3 separate regions of the Hordeum vulgare genome follow, and regions 2 and 3 are each linked to region 1. Evidence: chromatin contacts called from public Hi-C data. All regions are on one chromosome and are shown on one strand. Each heading gives the region's core, a stretch centred on a gene start, on an enhancer-like site or on the middle of the called end of the contact. The rest is flanking DNA. Distances are from core to core; before and after follow the strand shown.

The links. A called contact is a pair of places that touch in the nucleus more often than the background predicts.
Region 2: a contact with region 1 is called in a Hi-C map of leaf, with 3 times the contacts expected there. The contact joins the promoter of LOC123410926 here to the promoter of LOC123409909 in region 1. A contact is called at or near these places in 2 of 6 Hi-C or Micro-C datasets (leaf and seedling).
Region 3: a contact with region 1 is called in a Hi-C map of leaf, with 4 times the contacts expected there. The contact joins the promoter of LOC123410758 here to the promoter of LOC123409909 in region 1. A contact is called at or near these places in 2 of 6 Hi-C or Micro-C datasets (leaf and seedling).

The regions. Positions count from the first base shown.
Region 1 is chr7H:75,467,753-75,471,500 of MorexV3_pseudomolecules_assembly, reverse strand. It overlaps LOC123409909, which reads left to right and starts at 1,778. Exons shown (of 19, transcript XM_045102783.1): 1 at 1,778-3,026. The coding sequence starts at 2,030.
Region 2 is chr7H:74,928,209-74,931,961 of MorexV3_pseudomolecules_assembly, reverse strand. LOC123410926 (putative transcription elongation factor SPT5 homolog 1) reads left to right here and starts at 2,476. Exons shown (of 22, transcript XM_045103850.1): 1 at 2,476-2,922. The coding sequence starts at 2,562.
Region 3 is chr7H:76,027,928-76,031,810 of MorexV3_pseudomolecules_assembly, reverse strand. LOC123410758 (aminoacylase-1-like) reads right to left here and starts at 2,320. Exons shown (of 4, transcript XM_045103698.1): 1 at 1,379-2,320. The coding sequence starts at 2,239.

The DNA of each region.
Region 1 (3,748 bases), core at 529-3,028:
GCCAGCCTCTCCGGCTGGATATGGGGCCCATCGATTGTCGAGTCTTGTCACGGGTCCCGCCGGCCGTGTGCAGTAGCGGCTGACGAGCCGAATCGTCAGGGCGCGGGAAAAGGGGGAACGTGGCTACATGGCCGCCTCGCTTGGTCAGCGTGGGGGGTGACACAGATCGTGTAGCCTCGCTAACCCATTCATCATCACGCACGGCCACGACGCGTGTCAGTGCGTACTGCTACCGTGATGGTCTGTGCATCATCTGTCTTGTCTTGTCTTCATACGATGGTATGGCCGGATGGGACGGGGCTGGGCATGCGTTGGATAAGTGGGCCGGCTATCGCGAGCCGACCGGGTGCGCGTGGGCCGACTGTCGCCAGCCGGCCAGGCACACGTTAGCCAAGGGGGCCGGCTATCGCTAGCCGGCGTGGGGGGGGGGGAGGGGCGAGGCAGCCTCCAAACGTCTTGAAGATGGATAATCTCGCTCTTGATATACCCAGGGTAATATCCCCGTCACATAATGTGTCAAAATTAGTTAAGATATATTAAGACAATTTGAGCGTAAATATCATGACAATTTATGTGAGATAGACATGGCAAATTTTGACCAAAAAATAAATCGTTGAAACACATCGATATAAGATTTAGTATTGAAGAATCGTGAGGGATTTAGTTATGAAAACGAATGTTCAATCGGATTTTCCACTTAAAAATAAAATATTAAAAAAATTAGAAATCCTAAAAGATTCTGACATACGTGCATGGAGTGATGTGGTAATCTTTGGCTATAGAAACGTCGGGTCCGCCTCACTTCCTACGACATGTGTGGCAGATATCAACGTCCAATAAATAACCTAGAGAATAATTCGTAATTAAATATAAATAAACTCTCTACATTTGAAATTGTTTTGACGAAGTCTTTACGAGCCCGAACCCGGCAGGTGTGTTCGTCATTTCGCACTGGTGGCCGAGGCCCACTTGGTGGGTTGGCCATGCAGCGTAATGGGCCAGCCTCATTGTTGGTACTTCGTGCGTATCCTAGCAGAACCGCGCAGTCCAACGGCTCCCATAAAGGAGGAGAACCGGGCCCAACCTGCCATTGACCGGCATCACGTGAAAGGGAGGCCCCAACCGTTTCCAAATCTGTGGCCGTGCAGGCGTACGTGTGTGCGCAGTCGCCCGCCCAGCCCCACCAAGTGGGCCCGCCTCGAGTCACCGGCCACCACGCGTCCCGTCACCTACCCGCCAACCCGGTAAACCGAACCCAGGATCCGCGGCCACGTAGCGACACCCGGGACCACACGTCAGCCATGCAACCAGAACCGAATCCCTTGAGGAGACCACGACGCCCTCGACGCGAAATTGGTCCGGCCACGCGACCTGTCTCACCGACAGCGCGGGACCTCCCCCGCAGCCAGGCTGCGCGCAGGCGCGCGGGTCGGGTGTACGTGGCGTTTACGGCGACGGGCACCTTTCACGAGGCACGAGCACGACGCTCCGAGGCCCAGCCCACTACGACGGGGCAGACAAACGGGCGCCGCGATTTTTTTTTTACGCAGAAGCAAAAGCAACCGTCTCTCTCTCTCTCTTCCGTCTTTCTCCCTCTCCCGCTGGCGGATCTGAACTCCCCCAAAAATCGTGACCCGAGAGAAACCCTAGCCCCCAGAGGTTTTCCGCCCCCACGACCGCCGTGGCGCCTCGCCGGAGAGCGCGGCCCGCCGCCGACGCCGACGCGGCCCCGTCCTCCCCGGACGCCGGCGACGATGCGCCGCTCGCCGGCGACGACGCCGACGCGGCCGCCGGAGCCTCGCCGGAGGCTGGCGGCGTGTCCACGTCCGAGCAGGCGAGAAAGGCGCTGTCGCTGCGCTCGCCGTTCGACGGCGAGGAGGCGGCGGCCCGGAACCCTCTGCTGCCCGCGCGGGTCGTCAGATGGGCGGTGGTCGGCGACGCGCGGAGGAAGCACAAGAAGGCCCAGCCGCCGGATCCTGCAGCTGCTGTGGAGCAGCCCAAAGCGAGATCCAATGCTTTCTGGGACAGGATGGAGCCTTACTTCCGGGATATGACGTTGCAGGATTTGGAGATGGCAGAGCCCAAGCCTCTCTCCAGCTCCAGCTGGCTCGATCCATGCCTCCTCGTGCCGTTTGTGGGCAGTGGCAAGGAAGTGTTGGGGAGACATGTTGATCCGTCTGATGCGGCCGTGGTCGCCGAAAACTCGAATTCAAACTCGATGGAGTTGGAGAACGGCATGGTGCATAGCAAACATGATCCACATCAGAGCTCAGATTTTATTTGGAACAGTACGGAGCTAGTCAATAGCAATGGGACTAGTGAAGAGCACTGTGTACGGGATATGCAGGAGGTGATTTTGCACCAAGACGAGCAGCCCTTGGTAATTGAACTAGATCCAGGCAAGAGAGATGGTGTTGTTTTACCAGGCCGCAACGACAATCCGGACTCCTCATTGAATTGGCTCCTCGGAGCAAGAGGACGGGCTGTGCTCACTTCGGTGCGCCCAAACAAGAAGAGGAAGCTGCTGGGTGCAGATGCTGGGCTTGAGCAGCTTGTGGTCCTGCCACCCTTGGAAAGTGACTCTGGTTCAAGATGTGATGTATGTTGTTTGGGAGAGAGTGATGCTGCATCCAATAGGATGCTCCAGTGCAATAGCTGCAAGGTGTCGGTGCACCAGAAGTGTTACGGTGTGCAGGTCGAGCCAGATGGCTATTGGATGTGTGCCTTGTGTGAACGGAGGTTGACACAGAGTGATGCAGGCAGGATTGCGTTTATGCCTTGTGTGCTTTGCTCAACGGAGAAAGGTGCTTTGAAACCTGTAAAATGTGAGCCTGGTGGAATTGCAAATGGGGGCAACCTGAATTTTGCACACTTGTTCTGTAGTCTATGGGCACCGGAGGTTTTTGTAGAGGACACGGACTCAATGGAACCGATCACAAATATCGGTGACATCCCAGAGAAGCGGACAAAAATGGTCTGCACTATTTGCAAGATTATGCGTGGTGCATGTGTTCGATGTAGCCATGGTATGTATTTCCACTCTGTCACATGTAGAAGTGTGATCCTTGTGTATACCAGAAAGCCTCTAATTTATGGGATACATTGCACCTCATGGCATTGCTCTATAGTGAAATTCTACTCCTAAATATTTCACCTAGTTTTCTTTCTTCTTATGCTGCTTTGTCTCACTGAAATGGTACACGTTCCCCCTTGTCCCTTCCTTTTCTTGTGGTAAGGTCTCACATAAACTTACCACATGTTGTCTGAAATGATTCATTGTAGTTAATAACTGCCAAATTCACAGGGATCAAGCAGAATCAGAATTAGACCAGAGTATTGTTTGATTTGCTGGTATGTTGTGATTACTTCATAGGAGACAGAAGTAGAACTGGTTCAGAGACTTAACAGCAGAAGCAAATTTATAATTCCTGCAAAAAAGCTGTTTCATGTTGAACTATTAATCACTCTAATCTGCTAGCAGAGGGCTTTACAAGGTTGCATAGTACTTGCCGATGTTAGTCATAGGCAGGCTGTGCATCTTGAGGATGGTGTTCCAACTAAGAATTTAGCTGTTTGAACTGCGGTATTTGATGATCAAACTTTTACTGCTTTTCGGGGCATTGCAATCTGGATCTATACCATTGTTGACGATGGAATGTAACACAATCCTACATATTTTAATATAAGAACATATATATCGTGTAGGACAAGAAACATGATGTGTGATGAGATTAAATCGTCTTCCGTT
Region 2 (3,753 bases), core at 1,227-3,726, 540 kb after region 1:
TTCGGTAACCTCGTATAAAAATTCCCTATAACCCTAGCGTCATCGAACCTTAAGTGTGTAGACCCTACGGGTTCGGGAGGCATGCAGACATGACCGAGACAGCTCTTCGGCCAATAACTATCAGTAGGGTCTGGATACCCATGGTGGCTCCTGCATTTTCCACGATGATCTCATCGGATGAACCACGATGTCAAGGATTCAATCAATCCCGTATACAATTCCCTTTGTCTACCGGTATAGAACTTGCCCGAGATTCGATCGTCGGTATCCCCATACTTTGTTCAATCTTATTGCCGGCAAGTCTCTTTACTCGTTTCGTAGCACATCATCCCATGACTAACTCCTTAGTCACATTCAGCTCATTATGATGATGTTATACCGAGTGGGCCCAGAGATACCTCTCCGTCACACGGAGTGACAAATCCCGATCTCGATTTGTACCAACCAACAGATGCTTTCGGAGATACCCGTAGTGCACCATTATAGTCACCCAGTTACGTTGTGACGTTTGATACACCCAAAGCACTCCTACGGTATCCGGGAGTTGCACAATCTCACGGTCGAAGGAAAAGATACTTGACATTAGAAAAGCTTTAGCATACGAACAACACGATCTAGTGCTATGCTTAGGATTGGGTCTTGTCCATCACATCATTCTCCTAATGATGTGATCCCGTTATCAATGACATCCAATGTCCATGATCAGGAAACCATGATCATCTATTGATCAACGAGCTAGCCAACTAGAGGCTTGCTAGGGACACATTGTGATATATTTATCCACACATGTATTATTGTTTCCTGTTAATACAATTATAGCATGAACATTAGACGATTATCATGAACAAGGAAATATGATAATAACCATTTTATTATTGCCTCTAGGGCATATTTCCAACAATTTTTGCCAAAGGCCGTCACCTCGCACCTCTAGGTGCACTCCCCCAACTCTTCCTACCACAATACCACCTCAAGGTTTTCCTAAATGACAACCGACTTGAACGTCTCTATTTGTCGGATCGGGACAAAACATCTCGGCATAACCAAGAATACCGCATAAAAAGCATAAGTACGAAAATTTCTCATATTGTATATCATAAAAGATTCCCCCCTTGTTATGAGCCGACTCCAGCTGCACCCACTCCATGATTGGTTATTTGACAATTATCCATATCCTCACCCTAGCAATTCTCCATAAGCAAACCCTTCCACATCCACGCCCACCTTAATGACATCACCCATCAGGCACCAAGGCGGATACCGAAGATTGGAAGGAAGATTGATTACATGAGCCCAAATTTGCATCTTCTCAAACTTCTAGTCACATGGCTTCAAACAACAAGCCAAAACCTTTAGCACAACAACATGCTTTCCCACCATCGAGGGATCTTCTTAAAAAATTATATCGGGATCACGTTGCCCTTTAGTGATGGCCACAAACAACTTTTCTCCAACAGAGTTAAAGCAAAAACCCTTTGGATTACCCCACGTTGGGCGAAGGGCATCCATTATGGTATTGACATGAAGCACCCGCCGATGCAGAATTTCCCCCAGAAGCGCCCAAGATGGCACTTCATCCCTCTCTTGCAATACTCATCGTCGTCGATCACCAGCGTCGCGTTCTCCATCCAAGACAACCTCATCCCCTCCAGCTGCTTCTCCACAAACTCCTTCTTACCCGTCCTTGATCCCAAATAAGACATGACCGTCGATCTCTTGGAACCCCTAGAACCCAGTTGCCCCACGTGCTTCAAGGACGGACATGTACGCAAATGCCCATCTTAGTCACCCAGAGAGGAGCAAGTAGGACGTGGAAAGGATTCACGGGTGTTGTGAAGAGATCACTGTAGCAGGGAGCTTCTTTACGTCGCAGAGATGAAGATCACCTGCGCGCCGCCGAAGTCACTTGAAATCCTAAAACGTTTCGAGCCAGCGTAGTGGGTCGTTTAGGAAAGACACAATCTAATATGTCCACTAAACTCTCAAGATCCTACTTCGACGCTCCAAAAAGCTGCCTTAAATTGAGCACCCCAACAATTGCAGGCCATAGCCCATAGGACTGATCAAAAGTAGCATCAGGATCAGCCGCCATCTGAAAATAGCCGGAGAAATCTGATGCTCAAAGCAGCGTTCCCTGCCGCACATTCGTTATTCTAGCACGAGAGAGCAGATCGGCAAGGGCGCAACACCTTTGACCTGACTGTATCCAGCAGGTGACGCTGTATTTTTTTCAGTGAAAAAAAGCAGGTGACGTCGTCATACTCGGATTTGTCCGTCACAGAACGGAAAGGGATATATACACACGGAGACGGTACCCAGTTACGGTCCAACCAGTGGGCCACAGTGAAGCCAGCCATCCGAGATCCGACCGAGTCCCCGAATCGTACAGCTGATCCAACGGTCCACAGAGCGACCCGACGCAGCCCGCAGCCCGCAGCCAGCCCAGGCTACACCTCGCAACCGCCTAGGCGCACGGGCACGACTCGTCTGAGGAGACGAGTTTCCCCTTTCCCCTCGACGCCCCCCGCGAGCGCCCGAAAACCTAGCCGCCAAATCCACCCATGGCTCGCCGAGGCCGCGACGACGACGACGAGGAGGAGGAGGAGGAGGACGAGGAGGAGGCCTACGACCTCGACGACGAGGAGGAGGACGAGGGGGACGACTACGAGGAGGAGGCGCGGGGCCGGGGCAAGGGGGCCTCCCGCTCCCGCGCCCCCGCCGGCGGCGGCGGGGTGCGGAAGAGATCGCGCCAGGACAACTTCATCGACGACTCGGCCATCGAGGACGACGACGAGGACGAGGAGGACGACGGCGGGAGCCGCCCGAGGAAGAAGGGCGGCGGCGGCGTGCGCGGGTTCTTCGACGAGGAGGCGCAGGTCGACGAGGACGAGGAGGAGGAGGACGAAGGCGAAGGCGAGGATGGTGAGTTTTTCTTTTCGTTTGCGCTATCCGATTGCGGTCTCCATGCCATCCTTGTGTATTTCTGCCGGCCTTTGGTGAGATCTGAAACCGCTTGGCTTGATTTGCAGAACTAGGCTTGAGGTGTAAGTGTTTTTTATTCTATTTCGTCCTCTGGATGCGCGATTCTCGGTAACTGATGATGGTGGAAATATTAGGACATACTAGTAGTTATTGAATTTTGCCTAAGAGCTAGGTGTCAGCGGTTTTGATGCCATTCTATGTTTTTTTTGTTGTCTTAAATCGGAGCTTGTTATCGTTTAGTTGTCATGGCCTTAATGTTCAATGGTTGCAAACTGAGAATTATGGTGATTTAGCAGAACTCATATATCCCGGTCATTACTTCGTAGTACATGCTTGTTCAAGCTAAAACTGATTTGGTTGCTTCTGTTCTGGTCTGTTGAAGTGCTGATCTTCATTGGGAGGTGTCGGTTTTGGATGTCTTCTCTTTTACGATAATAATTTGAATCCTAATAGGACGACATTAACCCCCTTATTGATGCTATACTCTATGGTATGTTTGATCCTGAGCTTGGACTCGAGTCAAGTCGAGAGTTCTTTCAGGCATGGGAACTTTCTTGTTCGAAAGCAGATTTTGTTTATAGATCTCTGTTTCCTGTTTGTTCATTAAAATTATGCCTAAATTGTGCTCCCTATAGAGCCATAGACACACTGTTTCTGAATAAATCTATGCTATCAATCCTACATGGAACAGAGCTAATTGAAGATTATGTGGTATTAACAACTACGTACTAAGTTGTCGAGCAGACCATGCATATGACGTAAATGAACCAC
Region 3 (3,883 bases), core at 1,071-3,570, 560 kb before region 1:
TAATCATCCAATTAATTGGCCGATTCACCTACTAATCCCCTAATAGACAGTTGACTGAACAGTTACCAGTTAACTTCCTGAACATTGGCCTTAACAAAAATGCTAGTAGTATGAGAGAGAGCGCAACATAAGTTTAGTTAATAAATCTGAGATGGCACTGGCTGCTAACATGTTTTTTGTCCAACAGTTTGGGCCCGAGACCTGATTTGATCAGTGGGCTTCTTGTTAGTGCTCCGAACTCTATTACTCTTTTACGTGTTTGGTTGTTCTGAACTACTTATTTCTATGTCGGAAGTAATGGAAAATGGTATGATCTCAGTTCATAGAAAAGTTCAATTAATAAAACAAAAGGATGGAATAGGCGTAGAGCAGGAGGATATGATGTGTTGTGGTACTGTTTTGCATGTGTAACAGCAAAATACTGTTCATGCTGAACTGTCCTTTGTTCTGCTACTATTAGTTGGAAACTAGACATAAGAATAATGAGCACCATTGTTAGTTGAGTTTATTTCCTTGATATATTCCATGTAAAGTAAAAGTTCTGTTGTAGTCCAGATTGTAACCTAGGGACTAGATGGAGTTACACAGTCCCTATCAACATGCATCTATTAGTAAAGAACAATTAATCAATTCTCTGCTAATCTTCTCAATATATGTTCTTCTACCCCTCCTCCCTTCCACATATTCCAGTTCCCTTGAACCAATGCAGTCTAGCCTTTCCCTGTTAGTTATACTCATCATATATGTGTGGGTTTTGCAGTTAGCATCCAAACACTTCTTTTCTAAAAAAAGATCTGGTTAGCAATTCTCCCAGAGTATTGACTTACTGACGAAGTGCATGATGGCATTGCTTCAAGTCTTCATTTTGCACTAGATCACTTGAACAAACTAATTAGGTTTACTACTTCGTATAGAGGATATGCATCAACGCTTACATGTGAATTTACTACAAGTGGATAGAAGTACTGATAAAATGATAATCCTATAGCCCAACAATCTCATATGCTTGCATGCTTTCAATTGTTCATTTGCGCATGATGTAACTATACACCTCTGTAGCACTGAAGCTGATAGTATTACCGCTGTACATCAAGAATAGCAGTAACCCATGGACGTGTCCAAAATCGATGTATGTTTTGTAGAATATTTTAGGCTGATAAAGTGATAATCCTATAGCCCAACAATAGCAGTAACCTCTGTAGCCTATGAAGTTGGTCAGTTTCCTGGCTGACAGAGCTGCTCTCAGTTGTGCTAATAATAGATGCTCTAAATGATGTTGTCTGGCCGTCTCAAATTATAATCATTGCTCACTAGTACTATCGTACTATCACCGTGCACTGAACTAAATAGATACAGTACGAAGCAGCAGTTTCCTTACCGTGGGGCTCGGCGTGCCGGCATTCATATACACAGGATTCACGGACACCACCTCTCCGGGACCGCACTTGCCCGACTTGACCTTGTCGAACTGTGCATCCCTGTATCCAGCCACGGTCTCAATGCAATCCATCAGGTTCCCCACGGCGGCCCCATCGAACATCTTCGACCCATGGCCGGGAGGCCCCGTGGCCTTCACGATCAGCTTCCACACCAGCCTGTCCGCGTAGAAAACCCTGTACACGTCCGTCGGCGACGCCTGCCCCTCGTCGAGCATGAACCCGACATTGAGGGCGCGGAACTCCTCCGACTGGACGAACTTCTCGTGGCCGTCCTCGCCGCCGATCTCCTCGTCGGGGACGAGCGAGACGTGGACGGTGCGGGCGGGCGCGAAGCCGGCGGCCTGCAGGCCGCGGATGGCCTCGAGGTACTGGACCGGGAGGCACTTGTCGTCCTGCGCGCCGCGGGCGTAGACGCGGCCGGTGGCGGGGTCGCGGTGCGCGGCGTAGGGCGGGTGGATCCAGTGCTCGGGCTCCGCGGGGACGGAGTCGACGTGGGAGTTGAGGAGGATGGAAGGGAGGGAAGGGTCCGTGCCCGGCCAGGTGAGGAGGAGGAGCGGCTTTGACTTGCAGGGGCTGAAGTGGAGCGTGGCGGTGTGGAGGCCGAGCGACGCCGCGTAGGGGAGGAGGAACGCGGCGGCGCCGGCGTAGTCCGGAGCGGGGTGGGCGGTGCAGATGCGGAGGTAGTCCTGGAAGCGCCTGATTTGGGAGGCCTCGAGCTCGGTCAGGGGGTGGGCCGGGTGCGGGGCCGCCGCGAGGAGGACGGCGGCGAGGAGGAGGGGGAAGTGGCTGAGACGACGCATGGTGCGCGGTTGGTTGCGGTGCGGCCTGACGCTGCGGAGTGTTTGTTTGGACTGCCTTGTTTGACCGAATGTGATTCGTCTATCCGGCGAAGCCAACGATTTTTCAGGGAAGCCCCAGCCCCCATTGTCCGTGTGCCTGTTCTACTCAAGCTTAGCCTGTTTGGTTTCAATAAGTCTGACTTATAAGGCTTTGTTTGGAATCATAATAGATTATGATAATCTGGATTATGAAGATAGATTATATAATCTGGTTTATAAAAATAATCTAAGTGGACATGTTTGGAGGCCAGATTATATAAACTGTAATAAATGTTTTACATTGCATAATGACCTGTTTGTCCTCTGTTTTTTTTTTTTTTGAAAAAAGAGAAGGATGGCGGTGGTAGAAATGTAATTATCTCCAACTTTATAAGGGTAATGGGTCATTAGCAATCCATAATCAGATTATAGCTGGTATAGAGTAGATTATGAGTTTTTAATAATCTATCCATCTAGTTTTTATAATCTACACCATAAGCTGTCCTGTTTGGAGACATAATAGATTATAAAAACTGGATTATATAATCTGGGTGGTTGCAAACAGGGCCTAAGTCAGGTGATTTAAAACCAGTGACTTATAAGTCACGTCTGTTTGGTTGTCATCTGACTTATAAGTCATTTTTTCATGTAAAAGTGGGTGACTTATAAGTTCTAAGTTGGGGTGAAGCAACTTATGACTTATAAGTTGGGGTGACTTATAAGTTGGGTTTGTTTGGCAAAATAAGTCACTTTTTGCACTTTTCAACTTATAAATTGGTGACTTATTTGAAACCAAACAGGGTCTTAGGGTATGTTTGGCACTGCTTCATTTCATCAAAATCAGTTTTACTTCATTAAGTTTACTTTGGAGCAGTTTTATACAAAAGCTATAGCACTATCAAGATAATGTCTGGCTTTCATCTAAGTCCAACTTTAAAAACGGAAAATTTGATGAAAAGAATCTATTTAATTGGTTGAGGGGAAAAAATGAAGGGGTATCCACTTACTGATAACAGTGATAGGTAATTTCTCCTCAACTTCAGCTTCTATATTTTTTTTGGAGCACCCTCTAAAAAGCTTCATGAAAACTTTGAAGTTGTACTTCAGATTCTATTTTTTTATGAAACAGCATATTGTGGAGCTATCTCATTTGGCTTGTCTTTTCTAGAACGAAGCTGAATTTTAAAAAGCAGAATAGTCTCAAACAAGCTCTTACAATCCTAGATTCAAATCAATAGATGACATACTTCCTCCGTTACTAAATACTCCCTTCATCCAAAATTATTTGTCGTAAAAATGAATTGAAATGGATGCATTTAGAACTAAAATATGTCTAGATACACCCATCTCTCCGATAAGTATTTTCAGGCGAAGGGAGTATAAGTATTTTTAAAGGTTTTTACTAGGAAGCTATATACAGATGTAGACATACTTTAAAGTAAAAATTCACTAATTTTACTTTGTATGTAGTTCCTTAATGAAACCTGTAAAAAGACTTTTATTTAAAAACGGATGAAGTATATTTAAATATTGAACGCGATTACACAACGACGTCGCACCTATGTCTTCCGGTACGACGGCAGCTAACCACGTCTAATCGCATTTTAGCACATACGCCACTAGTAG